Linked DNA regions of Gossypium hirsutum: region 2 is linked to region 1. Evidence: chromatin contacts called from public Hi-C data. All regions are on one chromosome and are shown on one strand. Each heading gives the region's core, a stretch centred on a gene start, on an enhancer-like site or on the middle of the called end of the contact. The rest is flanking DNA. Distances are from core to core; before and after follow the strand shown.

Region 1 (6,668 bases), core at 2,629-5,128:
AATCCAAATGACATACGATTATGACAACAAATTCTACTAGTGATAGTCATCAATGTAAGAAATTGCAAGCTTTTGACTTTTGATAAAATAATACTGAGCTGTTCCTAGTTCATTATCAAGTTTTATTGCTATGCTAGTAAGTAAATATAGAGGGGGGTATTTATACAAATAGAATGAGAGAAATCTACAGTTTAACCAACTAACAGAATCTAGAGTTTCTGCCTACTTCCCTGCTCACCTTTTGCTTTCTCACACATATATTGTTACAGGCATGTTAATTATGAGTGTTGGGAGTTTGCTAATTTTAGGTGAGAAATGATAATATCTATAATGATTGAGATTTGGACCGTCTTTCCCATACATTCGAAGTGTAATTCCCTTGAATCACTAGCCACAAAATTCAGTCACCCCTGGTACACGTGTCTCCCGGCTTAAACCAAAGACTTAAAGAAAAAGATGGCCATTTTGCAAAAGAAAAGAAAAAGTGGATATGAGAAAAATCAGTGATGAACACTTGCCTTTTTTGGCATGGTGGGAATTGTGGTTAACGTGTCAGTGTGACTTTTTTTGAAGCAGCGTGGATATGGAGATTTTTGGGTTGGTCAAAGTGGGCGTTCTGGACCTATACATGTTTTTCATGCTCCATAATGGCGATTACGTGTACCTATTTTGGCCTTACTGAATGTATATTGTATGAAGCTCAGCAACTAAATTGCTTCCAGGAGAAGAATTGGGGGGGGGGCGGGGGCCCTTATTCTTCTCTCTCCTTCAAATTTATTTCTAACTTGGTCCTTGGGATTCGTCTTGTCCACCCTCCGTATCGCACTGTCTTCATCACTTACTGGTGTGATCGTAAGTGTAGGAAACTAAAAAATCAAAGAAATATTTTTGCTTTTGTGTTTTTGAAAATGAAATACATTAAGAACAAAATTGGTTGAAGTTATTTTCATGAAAATTAAAAATTTTGAAAAAATATATATTTTTAATTTTGATGGATTGCCATTGGTTCAAATCATCGAAAAAAAAATCTATTTTTTCAATATTTTTAAATATCAAACCACAAGCGTAAAATTTATTTTAGTTCCGAAAAAAGATTTAGTTTCTAAAAAGAAAAATAGAAAAGAAATTTCTATTTAGAAACCAAACGAATCTTCCTTTCTCATAATTATTTTTCAATTAATTCTTGGAATATATTGTTTTTTTTAGCTTATGAACACATTGAATTATGTTAATTTAAAAAAAGGAAAGAAATACTGCATGAAAGGAACATGAGGCTACAAATTTATGTTAATGAAACGAAAGTAAATCCGATTTGGAAACTAGTTAATTTCTTAGATTTCAATTATCATGCACACAAAAAGAATTAGATTAGGCCTGATTCAAAGTTTATAAATATACACATGACTTGTATATCTATCATTAAGGCCTGAAGAAGTTGGCATTCAGGCCTTTGTCATCTAATTTCCATACAGCAGCAACTATTAACAAAAGGCTGAGTACAATGCCAATAGAACCCACTCCCAAGTTGAGACTCCACATTGCACCCTTTGCTCGTGGTTTTCTGATCGAAATCCACATGAAACATGGATATACAAACGTCAAAGGCACAGCTGCCATTCCTCCAATTAAAGGTGCCAATTTTCCCAAGAAGGGAAAAGCCACTGCTACGAAGAACGTGACCCCTCCGAAGAAAAGGCGTATACCGGCACGAACCCACCCTGGGCATCGCCTTTTTTTACTGCTGGCGTAAATAAACTCTAAGTTGTCGAAAGCAGGCATGGCATAGATTTGGTATGACGTTATGCAACTTATAGTTAACCATATGTAGATCAGGCCTATTACATACTTTGAAGTGTCTTGTCCATGAAATTTTGTAAATGCAGTTAGAATCCCTTCTTCAGGTATCTGGAAGAAATGGAATTACTGTCAATAATGTTAACCAATGAAGTATATTATTAAATCGCAATGTTGCTTACCTTGTTTCCATAAGCCCAAAATCCAACAATTGCAAGTGGAAATAAACACATTGCTATTATCATGTACGATACCATTACTCCTCTCCACATAGATTTCCGTGATGGGTGCTTTGAATCTGATGGCAATGTCCCCTTCACTCAACAATTAAATATAATTAGTTTCCACATGTACTGAACTGAAGTAAAAGAGTTCATAGCGGTTAAGATTAATCACCTGAATCTCAAGAATAAGATTGTGACCTCTGAATGCAAGCATAATGATGCCAATGGCATTCAAGATGTTACCAAATCCAGTCATACCAGTTCTGTCAGCAACTGGTATGCCGTAAGAGACATCATTTGGCCTGCCTTTGCTGATGGATAGAGCCCATATCATAGTACAGTACCCAATGGAAGTTATGGCACCGGTTAGAGAAACTCGGGCTATTGAATTTAAATTGGGGAATAATTGAGCAATGATAAGGGCTATGCAAGTAAATATGAGGAACCACTGTGTACCACTCAGGGACATGGATCCACACATGGTTCCTTCCTCACATATGATGTTGAAAAGTTGTTCCATGGAACTTCCTGCTGTGATAATAAGCATAACACAAGAGCCTCCTGATAGATACATTACTGGGAAGATTGCCAGCAACTTCCCAAGCTTTGGGCCTGCAATGGGATCAAATTAGGAAAGTTTTTAGTCCATTTGGGGGGCACAATCAAGATTGGTGAAAGTTGAAAGACCTTTGACTTGGGAGGGGGGGTATTATTTTAACGAACTACTAACCAAAGGCAAGAATTGACATGCGGACGAATCTGCTGCAACGGATTCCAGGAACAGGTTCATGAAGATTTACTAGAAGCCATGTGGTGTAGAGTTGCCACATGAATGCTATGGACAAACATATGATCCCCCATGCCCTACACAAATTCAAAATTGTATGAAAAAATTTAAGCAATAGCACATGAAAAACAAAGAAAAAGAAAACCTTAGCTTCCAAGTTTTGTTTTCCCAACTTTTTTTTTGGGGTTCAAAAAGGAAGACAAAAGAAGAAAAAATGGGCCATACCAACAATGGTCGTTGGAAATAAAGCTGGAATTATTTGAAGTCTAGGTTCAAACAGAAGGACAATTTTCTTTCTTTCAACATTTCTTTTGGGTCTTTGGAGATTAAGTTATTGTATTAATTAGTATTTAGTACATGGAAAAGAGACTCTTTCTTCTTTAGATGGTCCCCCCTAAAGACCCCACACTGAAACTCGGAAATTTTGGAAACAGATCAGCTTTGTGATCAACAAATATTGCCATGTTTGAGTTGAGCAAAACAAGACAGACTAGACCATGTTTTTGTTGGTTTGTTTGAGAGTGGTGATTTGAAGAGGGTGGGATAAAAAGTAATATAACAAAATGAGTTGCAAAAACTCACCATCCAAGACTTGCAAAAGCAACAGGGAGGAAAAGGACCTGAAACCCAATCCCTGAACAAAGCAGATGTAAAATAGCAGAGAAAGTGCTGCCATTTCTGGACTCGGTTAGAGGCAGCCAAGATTCAAGTTCACTAAGGTTGACCACACCCTGTGGTGGCGGAGAAACTCCAGCCGCAGCTCCAGGCGTGTCCTTAATGGTGATAATTTGGAAAGGAACGGGCGTAGGTGGTAGATAAAGTGGAAGCACATGCTTCGACTTGTCTTCAATGGGTACTACTACTTCTCCCATAATCCAAAAACTCCTTCCGATCTCAAAGCTAAGAATAATAGAAATGTTGGGGAGGGGGGGTTGAGTTTAATAATATAAGGAACCAAGAGTATTGGACATGTGAAACCTAACGCACTGCCCACCAGACCGGGAAATCAACAACAAGACCTAAGATTTCTGCTGTTTCATTTCAACAATGAATTTCACGACAGTTTGTCTCACCAACGAGGGTGTGGCCAACTTTTAAAGGTATAATCAATAATGGCATACGTCATACCTATTACATCATCAATCCTCTCATTTTTTTCTGAAATTTTATTTAACCACCCAAAAATAGGCCCTTTCAGCATCACACTTTTCTATTTATGCATAAAATATATATTAACTTTGATAAAAGATAAAAAGTAGTTGACGGCTACGGTGTTTATAACTTTCTTTCTTTTTCCTTATCAATCGATTTAATTATAAATTTTATAAAAAAAATTAATCCTTTAATTTGTCAAAATTTTATTCTCTTATCATAATGGAGATATTAATCTAATTAAAATAGTAAATTACTGATTTAGAAATCAATATTTCATCACAAATTTATTGGTGGTAAAGTGAAATAACAAAAGTTTAAATTTTATTTTATCATAAATTTAGATCCATATAGCCCACATCAATGCACATCCATAGATTTCACCAGTGGCCAATACAAAAAAGTTCATTTTTTAGGCCCAAAAATGATTTTTTCTACATAAAAATGAATTTATTTAATATATTCTTTCACTAATTCAATTTTGACCCCTTAAAATTTTTTTCCATCTTCACCTTTTATTAAGTGTAGCAATTTTACTTTTAGGATATATATTATGTGTAGCATCTTTTATACAATTGGTTAATATTATATATATACATATTTAAAAGAGTAGCGATAAGTTTAAAATGATGCATCGAAATAAATCAGTATCGTTAAATATCGATATTAGTAAAAAAATGGTACGTCTATTGATACGATATTAACTATCTTTGTCTATTATCAACAGAACTAATTTCTTTAATTTTCATAAAATACGATAATTATATTATGAAAAATCATTAAGTTGTCAACTCATGAAGTGTTTTTATATGTTTGGGTAAAGAAATGAGTTCAATATCCCAAGAAATATTGCTAGTTGTTGAGGGGGGTCGATTAGTTTCCTTGAAAGACTAGTTATACCTTGATTGGTGGTTTGATCTACATCGTGTGCAACTTTATTAGTTAAATATCTACACGTTCTTTAAGTACGTACTCTCTCCATCACAAAACTTAAATCTCGAAACAATACCAATGATTGCTAAGGACCATATCGATTGTCCGACAATACTTAAAAAAGTGAAGGAGTCAATCCCCTATTAGTATATAGCACAAGTATTTGCGTTAAAGATAACATAGGTCGAAAGTGTCGAAAATACGGTGGGAATATGAATGTGAAATGCTGATATAAGGCAATGACGTTTACTGTTTTTATACCAATGACATAATTAGATCAGGCATGGGATTTTCCACACGAACCGGCCTTTTTTCTTTTTTTTTTTTAAAAATATGTATAGTACATAGGCTAATGGGACAAGTATACAAAAATGATTTTATTTAGGGGAAAATGATAATTTTTTGATATTAATGATGTTAAGCAAAAAGAAAAAATCATATTGTGGTTGGGATCCATATAAAATGGAATAAAATCATGTTCAAGATCCTACAAATATTTGATTAATTAATTAATGGTTTATGTTCTCACTGGAGACTCTCTTTTTCTTTTTTAAGAAACAAAAATGGTTTCATATTCCGTCAGAAATATAAATTATACATTCTGTCACTAAGTTTATTATTTATATTATATTCAAAACAGTTAATGTGAAGAATGAACTCTTTGCTATTTGTACAATTTTAATTTGATAAATATTAATTATGATAATATTATTCATTTTCAAATTACTGCTAATATTACTAATAATTTTAAAGAATTTTTTAAATTAATAATTGGTTGAATAATCATGATTACCTAATTAATGATGCATTATTGGTGGCTATGTATTGGGTTTGCATGGAGCTAAGAGCATAAGTTTTCAAATTTGAGAACGTCATACTCATGTGCATGCCTTGGGTTGCAGTGGAAAGTTGGTGACAAACTCAAAAGAGAGAAAGATGGACACGTTGTTTACACGGCTAATTAAGAAATAGATGACCCGCCAACCCATGTGTAAAAATACAAATCCATACCTTCTTTCAATCCAATATATTTTTATTTTTGGTCAAGATTTTTACAAAAAGTCGCTTGACAAATGTAAATATTTAATTTCATGGTCAATTTTGATGTTGCCTAAGATGAAATGTAATTAGAATATTAAGGGGTAACTTTTGGGGACATCCATTCTTTCATACCTACTTTATTTTTATTTTTGTATAATTAATTTAAGTTATTATTATTAAAAGATAAATAAAATATATAAAATACTCGAATCAATTGTATTTGTATCACGTTTGAAAGATCAACATCTTCTCAATAATAATATGTTGCAAATTCCAAAATATTTATTGATTCAAATAAATTAGATATATTATGAATGAATTAAATAAAGGGTCGCTAAACTATTAATAAGTATATATTTTGGTCATTTAATTTTAAAAAGTTACACAATGATTATTAGACCATTCAAAAGTTTTCGTTTAAGTCACTGAGTTGTTAAAATCATTGTTGTATATAGCCTTCTTTGTTCGCATCGCCTACACCAATCGAAAGTTCTTATTCCCTTCTTTTCTACAGTTTAGGGTTTTTTCATCATGAAACAACTTTGAACATCACGAATTTATGAACCAAAATCCAAACAAATTTATTTTCCAGTCTCCGACACTAAACGTCATATCGACTTGGATCTAAGGTTTGTTTTTCTACTCGTTGATGGGTATTGATCCACCACTTTAATCGTCGAATCATCACTTGAAACTCGCTAGCTGAACTTTATAAAATAACTAACAATCCAGTGACT
Region 2 (6,139 bases), core at 2,424-4,923, 230 kb after region 1:
TCCAGTTGCCTCGTTTCGCCTTGGGTTCAATCCACGGCTTTTAGATGATCCTTCCAAAACCGAATAAGCCAGTTATAGTGGAAGAGGACGCCTACGACCACCAGCTCCAAGGATTTAGAGTTACAATTTAGTGAAACCTGACTCTAGCCAACAATCGTTTCGGTGGGATCGTATTATGCTAGATCAACGTTTCTCAATGGCGAATCCCATGCCATTTTGTCTCTTAGGCTCGCCAACCTCTGATGCAGTAAGCTAACGAACTGACTGTACAACCTTCTCAAAACATACAAAGCGACCGCCTTTGTATACGTTGAAAAGCTTACTTCTTAAGGGACATAGACAGAAGCGTCAGCCCCGTAATGCGGAAAAATGATGAATACTCAACGATGAGGCTAAGTACGGACTCTAAGCCTCAAGAACCCTTTTTGGGGAATATCGACAAATTTTGGCTAGATGGGTTTAGTGGCTCATGGTTGTGGTGGAAAAGAAAATAAATATAATAAAAATGGAGATTTTATTGAAAGAAAATATGAGAAGAACAAAAGCTTAGACTTTTGGTGAGAGAGTGTTTTCAGAAAAATATGGATCCTTTTGAGTCACTTCACCCCCTATTTATAGTGCTAGGGGAGATAATCTAATCCTACTTAAACTCCCAAAAGATAAATACATTTAATTGAAGATAAATAAAGATAAATAAAATAAAATCCTAAAATTAAATAATCCTTAATAATTATCTTAATATTAATTATCCTAATTAAAATAGAGTATGATAGAATAAAATCTCTTCTTTTTGCATTTCAACCCTTATTTCCTCCATGCTTGCACTTTTGGCAGCAAGTTTTCCTTGTGTCGCACATTGACCCATTTTATCTCTAAATTCACGTTTTTGGCTCTTAATTTTGCTTTTGCCTCAAATTAGCAGGATCATACTCAGAATAAATACATAATTAATACATAAAAATACGTTATTCTAGAGTGTTATTAGTATTCAAGCATTTATCACAAAGACGAATGACCCGTGGCCACGTTTAGTTTTCATCAACTATGTAATGCCAATGAGAGGATATCATTTACCCACATCTCGGGCTATGAATTCCACTGTTGTTATTGATGCTACATACTGCAGAAGTCATACACCCAACGCACCAGCTTTCAGTTCCTCATTTATTCGAACTCAGACTTTTACTTACATCAATGTGTACGAGTCACGCATACATAGCCCGTCATCCACTCAAGATTTAGGTATGACACACTATGAACGTCACAAGGGAATAAATCCATAAACGGATTCATGATCTATTCTTCTTGGGTCCTATTCGATGTATTGTTAGTCCAATCAGTCACATCCATGTCTCTATCTTCTGAGAGTCACCCGCTCCGATGCCCAAGACAAAGCATCTCCATAATTGGACCTGATAGATGACATATTATTATTTCAATCGGTTTGCTTGTTTCTGATTAGACTGAGGACATGTTTAGGTTCGTCTACTTATACAAGTTGTCTTTTCATATTAGGATCCAGCCACATAATACTGCATAGTATTTGTTTAAACGTTAGACAACCAATGAGCACATTTGCTTCCATTTTGCTTTGCGTGCAAAAACCATACGAGGACAATCATACAAATTATATTAATGTAATACATGAATTTATTTTATTATTCAATCTATTCGAAAATTTTACCATTTTACAAATGAATATATTATATTCACGGCACCAGATCCAACAAATCCAAGAACTCATCTTGATAGAAAATTAGGATTATCTACTTACTTGCCATCCCTATCAACTAACAAAGCCAAGAACATATCCTTGCAAATTATAACCTTCAAGAATCAGCATTATTTGATTTCACTCAATTAAACAGTTTCATGTTCTGGAAACTGCTGAATTCGCTTACCGACTACACAAGAACATGACCCTGGTTCTATATGAAGAGAATGCACCTGCTCATCATTATTGGAAGACTGATGTTCACTGCCTTCATTCCCGGAAACCACCTCTGGTGTCATAAAGACCACTTCTTGAATCTACAACTACTTCCCCTTAAAGTGAACCTTCTAATGAACAAATTACCACTGTACACAGCAAAAAAATACTGGCATTGGTGCCATGTTAGAAGCACTCGATCAACAGAAGAAAAGAGCTAAAACAAAAATGAAAGAAGCAAGAAAAAGAAAATGGTCTACTTGTTTTAATAAATAGACTCTAATAATCCATAAGGACCGAGTCTTTGTTATTTATACAAGAATAATTAGTGAAGCAGCTGATTTTCAGCACTAACACTGGCTCCTAGCTGACTCAACTGGTTTTCTAATTGAATAAGAGAATTACCTAACTTGATTAACAGCTAACAACTAACTGCTTAACAAACTAATTCCAGTTGTTTTAACTGCCTAACTGCTAGCCTAAGCTCAACAAGCTTATTCCTTAACAATTTGCTTGTACCTAGAGATAAGAAGAAAAATTTTTATACGGAAAGAAAGTGGAAAATACAATAATAGAGAATTACCAGCTAAAACATCAATTTGTAGTTAGCAAGTGTGGTTCTTATGTTGGCACAAGACACGACACACCTTCCTTCACACCATATATATTTGCTAAGCTCTTCACACCATATATTCTAACATAAATGATGCAGAAACCAAGACTCAAGACTCAATTCTTAGAGTAAAACACAATTCTATTTCCAAAAGAATGGATTACGTATTGGAATTGCAAACCAAATCTGAAAAGCTCAATTTAAGAAAATGAATATAAAGTATAAAATTACGATTCGAAATTAAAAGAAACAAAGAAAACATTATTCGGTTTCAAGGGATTGGAATCTGATTCCAACTTGTGGAATTAAGTAAGGATGCATTCAAAAATTTCAAAACTATTGTATCAACAAAATTTATCCAAAATTATTCACAATAAAATAAATAATACCATATTAATAAGGTTAAATTTATAAAATAATAAATATAAAATCAACATTTACTATTATCAAATAAAATAATTATTTTTGTGCAACTAACTTTTATTAATGTGTCAAATAGTTTTATAATATAAATTCAGTTTAATACTTAATTTTTTAAATTTAAGGTTATCAAACACAATAAAAAAATACTAATTTTTACTTCAACCTTTTGATGAATAAAATAGTTAGCAATCACAATCATCGGATGATTCTCTATTAACTCTCTAAAAAAACTCATTTCTTAAAAATTAGATGAAAAGTACTTTCAAATAAATTAATAAGTAAATAGTTCTTAAAATAAGAATAAATCTCTGAACCTTAATAATTAAAAACATCACATTTAACTTTGTTAATTAAGCGAGGGCCATCTAATGGTCTCCGTTTTCTTAGAGCTTTATTTTATTTAATTTATTAAAATTTCAAAATTACGATTCACAATAATAACACGTAAAAGTCTGCTACCCTAGCACCTAGCACGCAATTGTCTGTCTCTCTGGCATGTTTTTAAGTTTTCTGGTTCTTTTGTTCACAACTCGTATAGGCGGCTGCCGCTTATCAAAACTTCTTTAATCCTTCAGAATAGTATGTCCAACGGGGTTTAATCTCTGGCCTGCAATTATGGAAAATGAATTTGCTGAATTAACGCTTAATGAAGAAGAAGATGCAGTCTTACAAGCAGAAATTAAGCTGAGTACGAAAACGGTAGAAAGAGTTTTTCGACTGGTGGGATGTTTTCTAACAGTCAGCGTTATTCTCTTTCCAGCAATGAGAAACACCATGGTGAATTTATGGCATCCTGTTACGGGCGTTCAGATATGAGATTTAGGAGAAAAACGATTTTTGTTTCAATTTTTTCATGTCATGGACATAGAAAGAGTTTTGAAGGGCTCACCATGGACTTTTAATAATCACTTACTGGTTCTACACATTGAAAATCCCTTTAATTTTTACACCTTTCTGGGTGCAAATTTATGATATTCCAACGGGATTCTTTTCTGAAAATTTGGCAAGGTAATTAGGTGATTTCTTAGGAAAATTCCTGGAGTATGATGGCTCAGATCTGGGGAAAGGAAATAGGAATTTCATGCGAATCAGAGTTCAATTGGATGTTCGTCACCCATTAAAGAGGAAAAAACAGGTTATGTTCTTCGGGAATTGTTCATACGTCAAGTTTAATTATGAAAGATTGACTCTTTTTTGTTTCTATTATGGTTGGTTGGGTCACAATGACTCATTTTGTGAGGTAAAAATGGCGTTAGGGGTAGAAGTGGTTGTAATGGGTTGGGATTTGTCTTTGTGAGCGCAGTCCAAAAGAGTTTGGCAATGAACAGTGTTTGGTTATGCGAAGATGGAGAAGGTGATCCAGATGGAAGTATTAATGGTAACCGCATTTCAAAATGCAGACCATGGGGAACGAGAAATAATTTGGGATATGGAACTGCCATCGATCTTGTCCTGGAGATCAACTTGGAAGGGAATTTGTCCTCTTCCTCACAAGGTGGAAACATTTATTGGCCAAACAGGTCCACTCTGCAATAGAGCACAATTTGGAAGAAGGGGTGTTAATTGGAGAGGAAGGAAAAAAGAGACCTAGGGGGAGATCGAAGATTCGATAACGAGAGAAGTGGTCAATATTGTAATGGTAAGGAATAGGAGAATGTAGGACAATAATTTTTTTATCATTGGCGGCTGCCGAAAGGCAAAGGGACTGAACGCAATGAAAATTTTAAGTTGGAATGTTCGTGGTTTGGGGAATCCACAGACAGTTTGGAGACTTCGACATACGCTGAAGAAATATAATCCCCAGATGGTCTTCTTTATGGAGACAAAGATAAAGAAGATTCAGATGGAAAGAGTGCAAAGAAGTTGTGGTTTTGCTAATGGCATTGATGTAGACCCTAATAGATCTAGAGGAGGTTTGTGTTTGGCTTGGAGAGGTGATACTACTATCATGCTTCAGAATTTTTCAAAAAGGCACATAGACGTGATAATTGAAGATCCTGATGACGGGAAAAAATAGAGATATAAAGGCTTTTATGGCTCTCCTTATGCACAGGATAAGGATGAATCATGGAATCTTTTGAAAAGTCTTTGTAGCAATGAGGAACTCCCTTGGTTAGTTTGCAGAGATTTCAATGAAACCATGTATGGTTTTGAAAAGAAAATGGGTTGCCTAGGGATGAAAGAATAATGGAATTTCGAAATGTTCTGGAAGATTGTCACATGATGGATGTGGGTTATTCTGGTAATTGCTTCACTTGGGAGAGAGGAAATTTGTCAGAAACAAATATCCAAGAGCATTTGGATAGAGGTGTGGCTAACGAGAATTGGATGTCTATGTTTTCTGAAGCTACAATTCATCATCTAGTGCATTCTTTCTCTAACTATTGTCCTCTTTTAGTTACCACAAAAAGAGACGACAACTGGAGGAGTAGGAAAATATTTAAATTTGAGGCTTGGTGGGTTTTGGAGGAGTCATTAGATGGTGAAATTAAATTCGGATGGGAAATGGAAATAGGAGATTTATTGCAGAAATTGGAAAGTTTAACAAAGGGTTTGGAGAGATGGGTTGCACGCATATGTCAATCTAGAAAACAAAAGGAGTTTTTATCCTCCAAACTGTCACAGTTGATGGAAGCTTAAAGGAATGATAATAATTTAGCAGAGCTGATTGATGCGAAGCTTCAATTGAATTTTGAGATTGAGAAGTATGAACGTTACTGGGTGCAAAGAGCTCGAGTTAATTGGCTGAAATTTGGGGATAGGAATACAACCATTTTTCATTATCAAGCAACACAACGACGACGAAAAACTTGTATTCGGAAATTGCAGAATACGGCTAGAAGGGAAACGTAAAATACACAAGACATGGAAGAAATTGCTAGATCTTATTTTTAAAATTTATTTTTGACTGGGGAAAAGGGACATTGATATTGACCGTTGTGTTTGCGAGGAGGATAATTAAAGACTCACGGTGCAATATACAAAGGAAGAGATTTGGGAGGCGCTTACTGGAATGGGGCTCACAAAAGCACTTGGTGGAGACGAATTTCCAGTTTTATTTTATTAAAAGTGTTTGCATATCATTAGGAAAGAGGTCACATGCTTTTGTTTACAACATTTGAACGGAGGTGTAGAGGTTAGTTCAATTAACACTACTCATATTGTGCTTCTTC

The links. Hi-C and Micro-C count contacts between places; a contact is called where the count stands out from the background.
Region 2: a contact with region 1 is called in a Hi-C map of petal, with 5 times the contacts expected there. The contact joins the enhancer-like site here to the promoter of LOC107920938 in region 1. A contact is called at or near these places in 5 of 34 Hi-C or Micro-C datasets (callus, leaf and petal).

Annotation. Positions count from the first base shown.
Region 1 is chrD01:56,340,549-56,347,216 of Gossypium_hirsutum_v2.1, forward strand. LOC107920938 (lysine histidine transporter-like 7) reads right to left here and starts at 3,879. Exons shown (of 5, transcript XM_016850771.2): 1 at 3,388-3,879; 2 at 2,749-2,882; 3 at 2,191-2,630; 4 at 1,977-2,108; 5 at 1,312-1,905. The coding sequence starts at 3,677. The coding sequence ends at 1,420.
Region 2 is chrD01:56,567,243-56,573,381 of Gossypium_hirsutum_v2.1, forward strand. LOC107921330 (a long non-coding RNA gene) reads right to left here. Exons shown (of 4, transcript XR_001691020.2): 4 at 3,238-3,573. It also overlaps the pseudogene LOC107921548. Among protein-coding and RNA genes, the nearest start is that of LOC107921330, 5.6 kb to the right of the region's middle. Within about 2 kb of position 3,674, at least 6 of the 9 cell types and tissues checked have an H3K27ac peak or open chromatin away from gene starts, as enhancers often do.